2 separate regions of the Zea mays genome follow, and region 2 is linked to region 1. A link is a contact called in public Hi-C data. All regions are on one chromosome and are shown on one strand. The core of a region is the stretch at or near the end of the contact, and the rest is flanking DNA. Distances in the headings are between cores, read along the strand shown.

The links. Hi-C and Micro-C count contacts between places; a contact is called where the count stands out from the background.
Region 2: a Hi-C map of leaf shows a contact between it and region 1, with 8 times the contacts expected there. The contact joins the promoter of LOC100272851 here to the enhancer-like site in region 1. A contact is called at or near these places in 4 of 25 Hi-C or Micro-C datasets (ear, leaf and an unstated tissue).

The regions. Positions count from the first base shown.
Region 1 is chr10:109,859,185-109,864,544 of Zm-B73-REFERENCE-NAM-5.0, reverse strand. LOC100280503 reads right to left here. Exons shown (of 12, transcript NM_001153423.1): 6 at 4,141-4,274; 7 at 4,013-4,061; 8 at 3,864-3,935; 9 at 3,675-3,776; 10 at 3,510-3,577; 11 at 3,182-3,334; 12 at 2,013-2,259. The coding sequence ends at 2,202. Among protein-coding and RNA genes, the nearest start is that of LOC100280503, 20 kb to the right of the region's middle. Within about 2 kb of position 1,399, at least 12 of the 20 cell types and tissues checked have an H3K27ac peak or open chromatin away from gene starts, as enhancers often do. A contact at or near this core is called in ear and leaf, where this site is marked.
Region 2 is chr10:110,011,462-110,016,273 of Zm-B73-REFERENCE-NAM-5.0, reverse strand. LOC100272851 (eukaryotic translation initiation factor 3 subunit 3) reads right to left here and starts at 1,269. Exons shown (of 12, transcript NM_001147304.1): 1 at 962-1,269; 2 at 774-871; 3 at 408-524; 4 at 172-275. The coding sequence starts at 971.

The DNA.
Region 1 (5,360 bases), core at 150-2,649:
AGAAATATTAGACTGAGTTATATGTCTCATCATTTATTTTCTCTGTAGGGAGTTTCTGAGATGTTGACTTTAAACGTATTATTGTTCTTTGGGCTAGAGGTCCATAGGAGAACAATGGCATGTCATGGTTCAATTGAACCACCGACGATTATCTATAAGGATAATTGAGCTTGTGTTGTTCAGATGGAAACAGGAAAATGGAAATATTAACATCTTGCAAACAAAGTCTTGTGATAATCTTGTTGGTCTATTCACAAAATCTATATCATACTCCACGTTTCAGAAATGTGTTGAGAGGATTGGTATGAGAAGACTTAAGTGATTGCAAGAATCAGGGGGAGTAATTCTCTGTGATATTTGACCTGTTTTGAATCATCATATTACACTTTTTATTTGTATGAGTTTTGTCTTGTTAAGGTTTTCTCATCCAAAGTTTTTAATGAGGTAATATCAAGTAAGTTATATGCTTCATCATTGATTTTTTTCCCACGGTGGTTTTTATGCATGATGATTACAAGCATATTTTTTTTGGAGTACAAGTGAGATTATTCTCATTATCCAAAAGACATTGTGTACTCCTTATTTTTCCCCACAGGGTTTTTGAGGAGATGATATATTGAAAGACGGCTTGCAGATGATCAAATGTACTTGAATTGATTAAGGGGGAGTGTTACAATAGTTGTGATCAATCCCCTCCATGGGGTGCGACACGTTCTCACTAAGGGCTAGTTTGGAAACTCAGATCTCTTTCGGGATTGAAGGGGATTGGAGAGGAAATTAGTTCATTTCTACCTTAATCCCCTCCAATCCCGAAGGGGATTTGAGGTTCCCAAAGTAGCCCTAAGGGACACACCACTTGGAGAGACACTGATTCGCTTGTATATAAGCATTGTCTTCCCTGTAATAAAGTGATTGTCTCTGTCATTTTGTCTGTCTCCCTCTCCACTGAGCAATAGACTGCAACAGAGAGCAATGCAAGTTGGAACTGCGGAGCATGCGGCGTCACGAAGAGGAAGAGGAAGAGCATATGTTGGTGCCTTGGTGGCGCACACGGCTTCACGAGCAGCGGATGCGGCGCGGCGACACGAAACCTCCAATTCGCCAAGCGGGCCATCTCCACGGGGAGGAAGAGGGCAATGCCTTGGAACCGCGGAGCATGCGGCGTCACAGGGAAGAAGAGCAGATGTTGGATGGCGCACTCGGCTTCACGGGCGGAACACGGCGGTGTGTGGACCAGCCAACCTCGCGCGGGCACCGAGCAATAGGGAGCGGGCACCGCTACCGCTGGCTGGACAAGGAAGAAGAGAGCGAATCTGGGGGCGGTTGTAGCGGCCACAACGTGTGGAGGGAGAAGGCAGCGCAAGCGGCATCTTGTCGTTGAAGAACAGTGCCATGACAGATCCTTGTGTCTTCCTTAACTTTGACTTTGTCTAACAGGTAACGGGTTCGGTTGGTGTTGCACTATCCAGCGACAAATAAAAAGAAACGGAGAGAGTTTCTATCTACACGTTGGCACGAGCGCATGGCCAGAAAGGATAGCAGGTTTTAGTAAAAGAGATGCACCATAAGACTCTTAGAATAGGAGCGAACACTAATTATTTTATTTAATATGTTAATAAGAAATTAAAATGAAGACCTTATCATATTAAGGCTCTATTTAACACAACTTAGTTTACATCTTCACATTTAACTCTGATATCATATTAGGGCTTTATTTAACACAACTTAGTTTACAGCTTCTTAGAAGATTTAAAAGATTGTACCAAACAAGACCTTTCTTTTCTATAGCATCTTATCGTTATCGACGCTTCTCGTAATAAACTAAAAGCAGACAATAAGCTGTTTTTCATTAAACATGGCCTAAGTCGCATGCACTACCTGTTAAACCTAAAACCTTTAAACTGATAAGACGAGATAGACAATTCCAACAGTACCTACCATTTGACAACAGCCCAAATCGAGAACGAAAACAAGCTACACTATGGACTTCAAACTGAGCGTCACAAAAATACTAATGGAGAAAATTGGTTTATACGGCAACGCATACATATGCAAGTACATTAAGTATCACGAGCTAACCATCTGGTCCATGGAAACATTAAGTAGAGGACAGGCACGCCCATGTAAAGGTACATCACAAAATTACGATTTTGAGCAGTATCACAAGCTAATTCTAACAGCATTCATCACAGCCCAGTCTTCTAATCCTCATGCAAGGCCTTCATCAGGTATAGCCTGTCGAAATTCTGACCAGCAACCCTGCCAATGTGACACAAATTACGATCAATATATGAGTGCACTATGAAGCACAGGAAATCAATCCTAGGGGTAAACAGAACTACAAAAGCAGTATTTCATTTATTAATTTAATGTACTATTGCCAGAAAAGTGGGGGGGTGGGGATGCAGCGCTATACACTACTGGGGATACAAGTGGACAACCCATCGACTCGATCCATTTTTTGTTATTTTTATATAAAAATGTGTACAAACTACAAAATAAACTGAAAAATGAAACCCCAATTCAATGGAATGGGCTTCTCGGTCGACCCAAGCATCCCTCCATTCCCAGTATGTTTCACTCATTCCATCTCTCGAAGGAATGAGCATTCTATTTTGTGATGGTGTATTGGCGTGCACCAACCTGATTTCTAATGCAGCTTCCAAATTGCCAGGTAATTTAGCCAAGGAAAGCAGGTTGCATTTGCAAAAATTGTATAACATATAACAATAGGTACAAACTGCTAAGAGCAAGGTTTTTTTGGTACTAAAACAGAAGGGAGATGCTAAGAGCACATTTTGTTAACCTTCAACTGATCTGAAGATTATCAATCATCACTTAAACACTGCAAACATGACAGTAGCTGGAAGAAAAATTGGGTTGTGAAGACCATAATCACTAGAAGACTCAATAATCTCATGGATAAAAAAAGACAGACCCAGAGCCAGACTCCCAATGAGTGAGGTCTAGAAAAGGGATAAACTGATGAAGCCTTCTCCCTCAAATGAGGAGAGGCTGCTTCAAACCCATGACCTAATGGCTCGGTGAGGCAGCTCTCACCACTGCACTAGGCCTGCCCTTCCTCCTACATCTATAGATGCTTCCCAAAAATAGAATCATGCAAGAGCTTTGGGACTCAATAAAGATAGGCATAGAATTTATGGAATATTAGAATCTGTACCCGTTGATATGGTTGCAGTAACTGGAGATCTGATTAGTTACTAGATAGCCCTCCAATCGTGAGGGCTCAGGAATAGGCTTAAATATAGGATTGGATGGATCTTCTTCTGGTAGTGGCTCCTCACCAGCTGCTTTCCTCGCCATGTTCTCCTGCCTGTACCAGCACAAAACACAAAAAAACAATGAGACAATGTGAATGAATGATAGACACACAATATTCCACTGAGAAAGAACTTCCTTAAAACAGCCACGGTTCACAAAAGATATGATCATATGAAATGCATGAGGTAATAATGTACATATGCACTACAAAGTAGGCATTTTCCAACCTTCTCTTTTGAAGCCATGCCTGCTGCTGTGACTGTTGTCTTGAGAGATTGCGGTTATAATATTGGAACTGAATTTCAAGGAAGGCACTCAATCAAACAAATAGATAACGTAGTAAACCTCAGATAAATCATGGAAAAGTTCTTCTGTTAAAAACAAAGCAATACCTTGTTCTGCTCTGATGAAAGATCATCCATGCACCCAATCAGAAATTCCAAGTTCCTTTCCATAAAGGGGGCGGTTGACAATTTAAGTCGGTCCAGGTCACACTGAAACACATAAAATAGTAATGTAACTCATGTAAGAACAGGAAGAACAAATGCCACATAAGAGTTTCTGCAAGCAAAAATCTAAACCTGGGTAACAGGTGACTCAGGTTCCAGCTCCTTCATAAAGGCACTGACAAGCGCTGAGTTGGAAACTTTTATCTGTGACACAAATAGGAAAAGCACCTGAGGCTAAATTCATCCTTATAACTCAAAATGGAAAATGTTAAAGTGCATACTGGTATCTCCTCAAAAATATCAACCCAGGACAATTTCTTCTCCCTTAACCTGCAACAGCAAAAAATCATTGTATAAAAAATATTTGTACAAACTAGTACAATGATGAGCTACAGAAAAGAGGTTGTACTTCTCCCCAGTTAAACCATTGTTACGGTAAAGATCCATAAACGAGTCTGTAAGCTTTAAGGCTTTGAGAGCTAGCACGCCTTGACTAGATCTAGATGGGTCATAGACAATGCACACACATCTCCTGATGCTCTCCTGGAACAAGTGAAAATGCAAAATAGGAGAAAATAAAAACCATGATCATGCTAGGAAGACATCTGATAAGAAATGGTACCATATTGGAAAACATTTTAAGTGAAAATCAACATTGAAAAGTATAATCAGAGCTGAAATGGTAACTGGTAAGGTCTGTATTCAACATTAAGATGCTATCATCAGAGAAGCACCACATACTCAAATAAGAAGTAAAACTACGATTGTTCAATCACTTGAAATGCTAGCAATGTTTAGATGCAGAAACATGTTGGATCATACATCTTAATCTACTAGCCAATTGCCTGTGCTTTGCTACAGCTTTTATATATCATATAAATAGGTATTGAGATATTTATTTAAATATAATTATTGTTTATTTCTAAACACTAAGGTATGTGTGGTCTAGTGGTTAGACCCAAATTTCTGGAGCAGGGGACGTGGGTTCGAGTGCTCGCTCTGCACTATTTTTTTATATAATTATTGTTTATTGTTTATTTCTAAACATTAAGTTACATGTGGATGTGGATGTGGTCTGGTGTTAGCAGCGCGGGCGAGGTCGGGTGCTGGTCAGGCGCAGTAGCTGGCTTTGCGGGCGCTGGGGTCCACATCGTAGTAGCTGAGAGAGCGCTAGGTGTGGGCCCACAGGGGGCCACAGGGCACGGCCCCCGAGGCGGAGCGCGTGCGGCGGGCCCAGAGTGTCAACGCGGAGGGTGAAGTCGTGGTAGCACCAGGTGCCAACGTGGGCCCACAGGGCACGGCTCCCGAAGCGGAGCGCATGCGGCGGGCCCAGAGTGTCAACGCGGAGGGTGAAGTTGTGGTAGCACCAGGTGCCCACATTAGGTTCTTAATAGATTATTAAGTATAGACTAGTCAAAAGCAATGAGATTACAGTCAACCATAAAGAATTGTCCCTTTCTTACTACTCAACTCTCCATCTCCAATATTGCAGTGGTTTCTGTTCTTGACAAGTATTTGGAGTTGGAACACAAATCCAATATACATGAGGTCTGTTCAAGCATGGCATTAGACATTAGACAAATACGTTAAACCACACTGAACTTGAAACCCCAAACTGATTGAAACCTA
Region 2 (4,812 bases), core at 20-2,519, 150 kb before region 1:
CTATTTACTTGTCCAAGATCATTAAATATATAATCCACAAGTAGCCAAGAAGATGAATTTTGTGTCAATGTGCATGTCAAAAGAACTCAATCCACCACTGATTATTTCTAAATCAATTGAATATTGATATGGTACTAGATATTAGATTAAATTGAAATTAGCTTAGCTTACCATCCAATAGTATTGTTGTCAACATTAACTTCCCTCAAACACCTCATCATCTCAAGCTGATAATTGGCACCATCTGCATCTGCTTCATCATCCTCTTCCCTCATCTTCAGTAAAAAATAGTAAGATAGCCATTAGCCTATAAAATGTGAAAGAACAACTACTACCCTGGAAGACCTTAGCAGAAAAATACATAATCAGTACAGAGCTGCTTAGAATGTTAAGGAGCAAGGGCTCACAGGGAATGGAAAACAGTTGGTCACTTCCAGAACACTACCGACATCCAAACCAAGCAATTGACCTGTAACTAAAGCAGGCGCAAACTCCTCACAGTGCTTAATGATCTTCAGTACAGCCTGCAAAAATAGCATTATTGTGAAAACAAATAACACAGTGCTTGTGGAATTAAGATACAAAGAATGCTTCCTGCTACAGGGAAATTTATCCCCTAAAAGGAAAGGGTTTACTTTCCCCTGATTTCGATCCCCAATACATCTGACTCTATGCGAACAGATTCGTCCTCTGAGCACGCCTAAGTTTCTCAAATCTCGAATGCCAAAACGCAAGCACAAACAGCAGACTGGGTGGGGTTCGGAAGTAATTACCAGGCCCTCCATCTGGACGACACGGAGCGGCGTCCGCGTCTCCTCGGTGACCGTAGACACGGCCTGCAGGAACGACCTCACTCCTCCCGGTGCCGCTGCTGCAAGCCAGCCAACCAGATCCAAGGTTAGCGCACGAGATGACGAGAGAGAGGCTAAGGAAAGGCTTCGGAAAATCGGAAGTCCCTTACAGTTAGCCATGGCAGCTCGTAGATCGTTGGGCGGCGGTGCGCTGGCGTGAGGATGCGTGCGCGCTTGGAGGAACGGATCGAGGGAAAGGAGAGCGGCGGCTGGGAATTCTAGGGTTTTTTGTCTGCGGGGAGAGCAGAGAGCAGGACGTTCGAGTCCAGTTGATATATATAAGGTGGGGCGCGGATCTGCTCGGTTCGTTAAAAAAGATTTAAATCTCTTATATTGAAACCGGATAGGGATTCACGCGGAGTCCGCACTCCACGAATTCGGCAACGCGCGTGCCGACGCGTTCTGTGCCTGGATTTGCTTGGATCCAAAATCGTCGTCTCCAACCGTTCTCCCACATTTCTTCATCTATCTCACCACGGGTCATGTCCCCGCGCGCAACAACCTCCGCCACATTTGTCGCCAACAACCTCCCGCCGCGCCCGCCGCATGGTGCCGGCCATCCGCCCCTGCCATCCTCATTTTATACAGATTTACTCTGTTAGTAAAAATATGGTTGATACTATTGATCCTTCTATCATATTGGCTAATTTTGTTCTTTTTTCCTCATGTAATGCAATGTAACGCAGAGGGAGATAAAAATCCCAGTCCTTGTTGGGATTACAGTACTATTTATTGTTCACGTTATTGGTGCTACGAGAATGGGTACCTTATAATACCTCACCGGCCGGCCAAACAAATGTAATATGGTGAGTGGTGACTACAAACAACGTTGAATGTCCAATCTGTATTTGACTTTTGGTTCTGAATGATTCAGAATACAATCTGTTGTTCAGCCAGTGAAAGCCTCAAGGCTATCCACATAAAGCCAGCTCGCCTATTGCAGTCATTATCTATACCTAAATGTAAATGGGAGAAGATTAGTATGGATTTTATTACTGGACTTCCTATTACTAAAAAAGGCAATGACTCAATATGGGTGATTGTGGATCGACTCACTAAGAGAGTGATTGATTTTTATGGACTAATGTTTAGTCCCTACATTTTATTCCATTTTAGTATCTAAATTGTCAAATATAGAAACTAAAGCTCTATTTTAGTTTCTGTATTTGACAATTTAAAGACTAAAATAGAATAAAATAAAGGAACTAAAGATTAGTCACTCAAAACCAAACACCCTCTAAATCAGCTCATTTTCTGCATGTCAAAACAACGTATAGATCACTGAAGTATGCAGACATTTATATCGCGGAAATTATTCGACTACATGGAATTTCAAAAACCATTGTGTCGGACCCTAGGACACAATTTACCACTCACTTTTGGGAACAACTACAGAAAGGTTTGGGGACTAAGCTCGTGCATAGCTCAGCTTATCACCCTCAAACATCGGGACAGACCAAGAGGATAAATCGGATTCTCGAAGATATGCTAAGAGCTTGTGTGCTATTGTCGAAAGGATCATGGGAATCGTGGCTACCGTTGGACGAGTTTTCCTACAACAAACGTTACCAAAGCACCATAAAGATGGCACCATTTGAAGCATTGTACGGAAGAAGGTGTAGAATGCCTGTCAATTGGGTCGAAGCCGGAGAACGAAGATTCTATGGCAACGACTTAATTAAAGATACAGTTGAAAAGTTATCGAGTTTATGTTATACGAATATGAACTATAACATTTAACATTTAACTCATCATAATCACATTACTCTACATTTATGAGATATAAATTAGAGCTAATATTTAGTTTCGGTTAATCTACTACACTAACAGCTGTCGGTTAATTAATTAATCAATTAATTAATATGAGCGATTCTAAGCGAAGTGGATTAACGACGCACGGCAAAGCGCGCCACTACGAAAGGGGGCGCGACGCGCACAACAGCAAACGAAAAATGCGCAGATGTAGCAATGAGGGCGCTGGCTACGGCGCACGACGCGAACGCGGTAGCGAGGCGATGGCGGGGCTACGCGCAAGGGTAGACATCTATGGATAGATGTCTAGGGGTAGACAGTGATGGGGGTAGATGAGGGCGGCGTTTCTCTCCTCGGGGTGAAGCTCCAATTGGCTAGCATGACGAGGAACGGTGCCGAGCTTCGCATGACCCCTGATGTGGGCTCGCAGACGCTTCCGTGTGGTGGCTCGGCGAGGCGTCGACGCGACTCGACAACGGTGATGGCGAGCGCGATACACAACGCGGCAAGGTAGACACAACATATGTAAACTACTAACATATATCGTGTTTATACTAAACAAGTATTACATAAAAAAATATTTAAATTGGTATTAATCAAGTTAACATTTATTTATAAAAGCGCCAATTAAAAACTATAAATTAGTTTCAATTGGAAAACCAATTTAAAACGTTAGTTAAACAAATATTTAATAAACTATTTAAAACATGTGAGATGATGAAACAATATTTTTAAAGTGTAGATAACGTTAATACGAATCTAACGAAATTTGAATGGGATAAAATGGATATTTAATGCAAAATACATTAACGTTTAACGACCTGTGCGACATGTCTAATTTTTATTGGCCAAAACTAGCCACATGAACGGCCACACGGACATGGTCGCAAAAGATCATAGGGTCAGGTGTGGGCGGTTTTCATCCCATGTGTGTCCACGATCATTCTTGCAGCCAACCAAATGTGGACACGTGGCCACGATGGGCCCGTTCTCCTTCCCTGGTCACATGAACGAAGGAAGCGCAGAGACAGTTTTCTTTTCTTCAACTTGCAGTTGCAGTATGGGGCAGCACAACACAGGGTGACAGGGGAGGAGGCGGCGCCGGCTGAAACGAACACGCCGGTGGCCAGGTCTGGCGACGCGCCAGAGCAGCGCGGGCAGGCCGCGGCAAGCGGCTGCAACAGCAGACGGTGGCGGCGAGGTGGGGCTGGGAAGCGCCACTGTCCATCAGGCGGGTGCAACGGCGCTCGCCGGAGTGATACGCACGACCATGTCAGAGGGACACGGCGGCTGCTGCGCACGTAGGCAGGGGAGGGCGCATAGCTATGCGCCATGGCCGGCTACACGGCGGGCGGCGGCTCGCCGAGGCCGAGCGCGGCTACCAAGCGCGACGGCTCGCACGATGCGGCGTAGCGCGGATAGGGGCTCATAACCAGGTGGCTTGCTGGAGCACGGTATGCAGGGGGAAATTGTGGTGCCATGGCGGCTACGGGCGAAGGAAACACAGAAACGAAGAACGGGAAAGTAGAATGGATGAAAAATGCTCACTGGAGGGCTCGTCGGAGACGAAAGACTCGCCGGCGTCGTGGAGCAACGCAGCGGTGGCAGGGTCGACGATGTAGATGAACCAGTGCAAAATGTATGAGGACGAGTGGACGACGCGGTTGCGAACTTGCGATGGGGCTCGACAAGGATTTAGGAGACGTCGAAGCGAGGACTGGCGATCGTGGAGGCTCTGTTATCGCAGAAGTAGTTTTGAGGGCGATATGGGCTTTGCTGGAGCTAGATTAAGATTAGACTAGGTAGGTGCCCGTGCGATGCCACGGAACATAAATTGCGAACCTCCAATGGACTTTATTTGAGACAAGTGATGCCCAAGAAAAATGGGGTAAACTGACACAGCTATCACTTGCATTACTTGCCCTATGCGCGAAAGAATCTGACACAGCTATCACCCATGAAGATTTCCGGTTAACTTGTGGAATCAGACTTCATTTGAGACAAGACAACAATACCAGTGTTGAGCTTGCACTCGGCCATGGCACACACGAGAACACGGGATGATCAAGTAAGAACTGAACAGAATGCACTAATACAAAAAGCTGGCTTGCGTTCGCTTTCTTGCTCCACAGGAAGCATAGCTGATGTACAAATCGAGATTTATGTTCCGTGGCATCGCACGGGCACCTACCTAGTAATACCGATACCT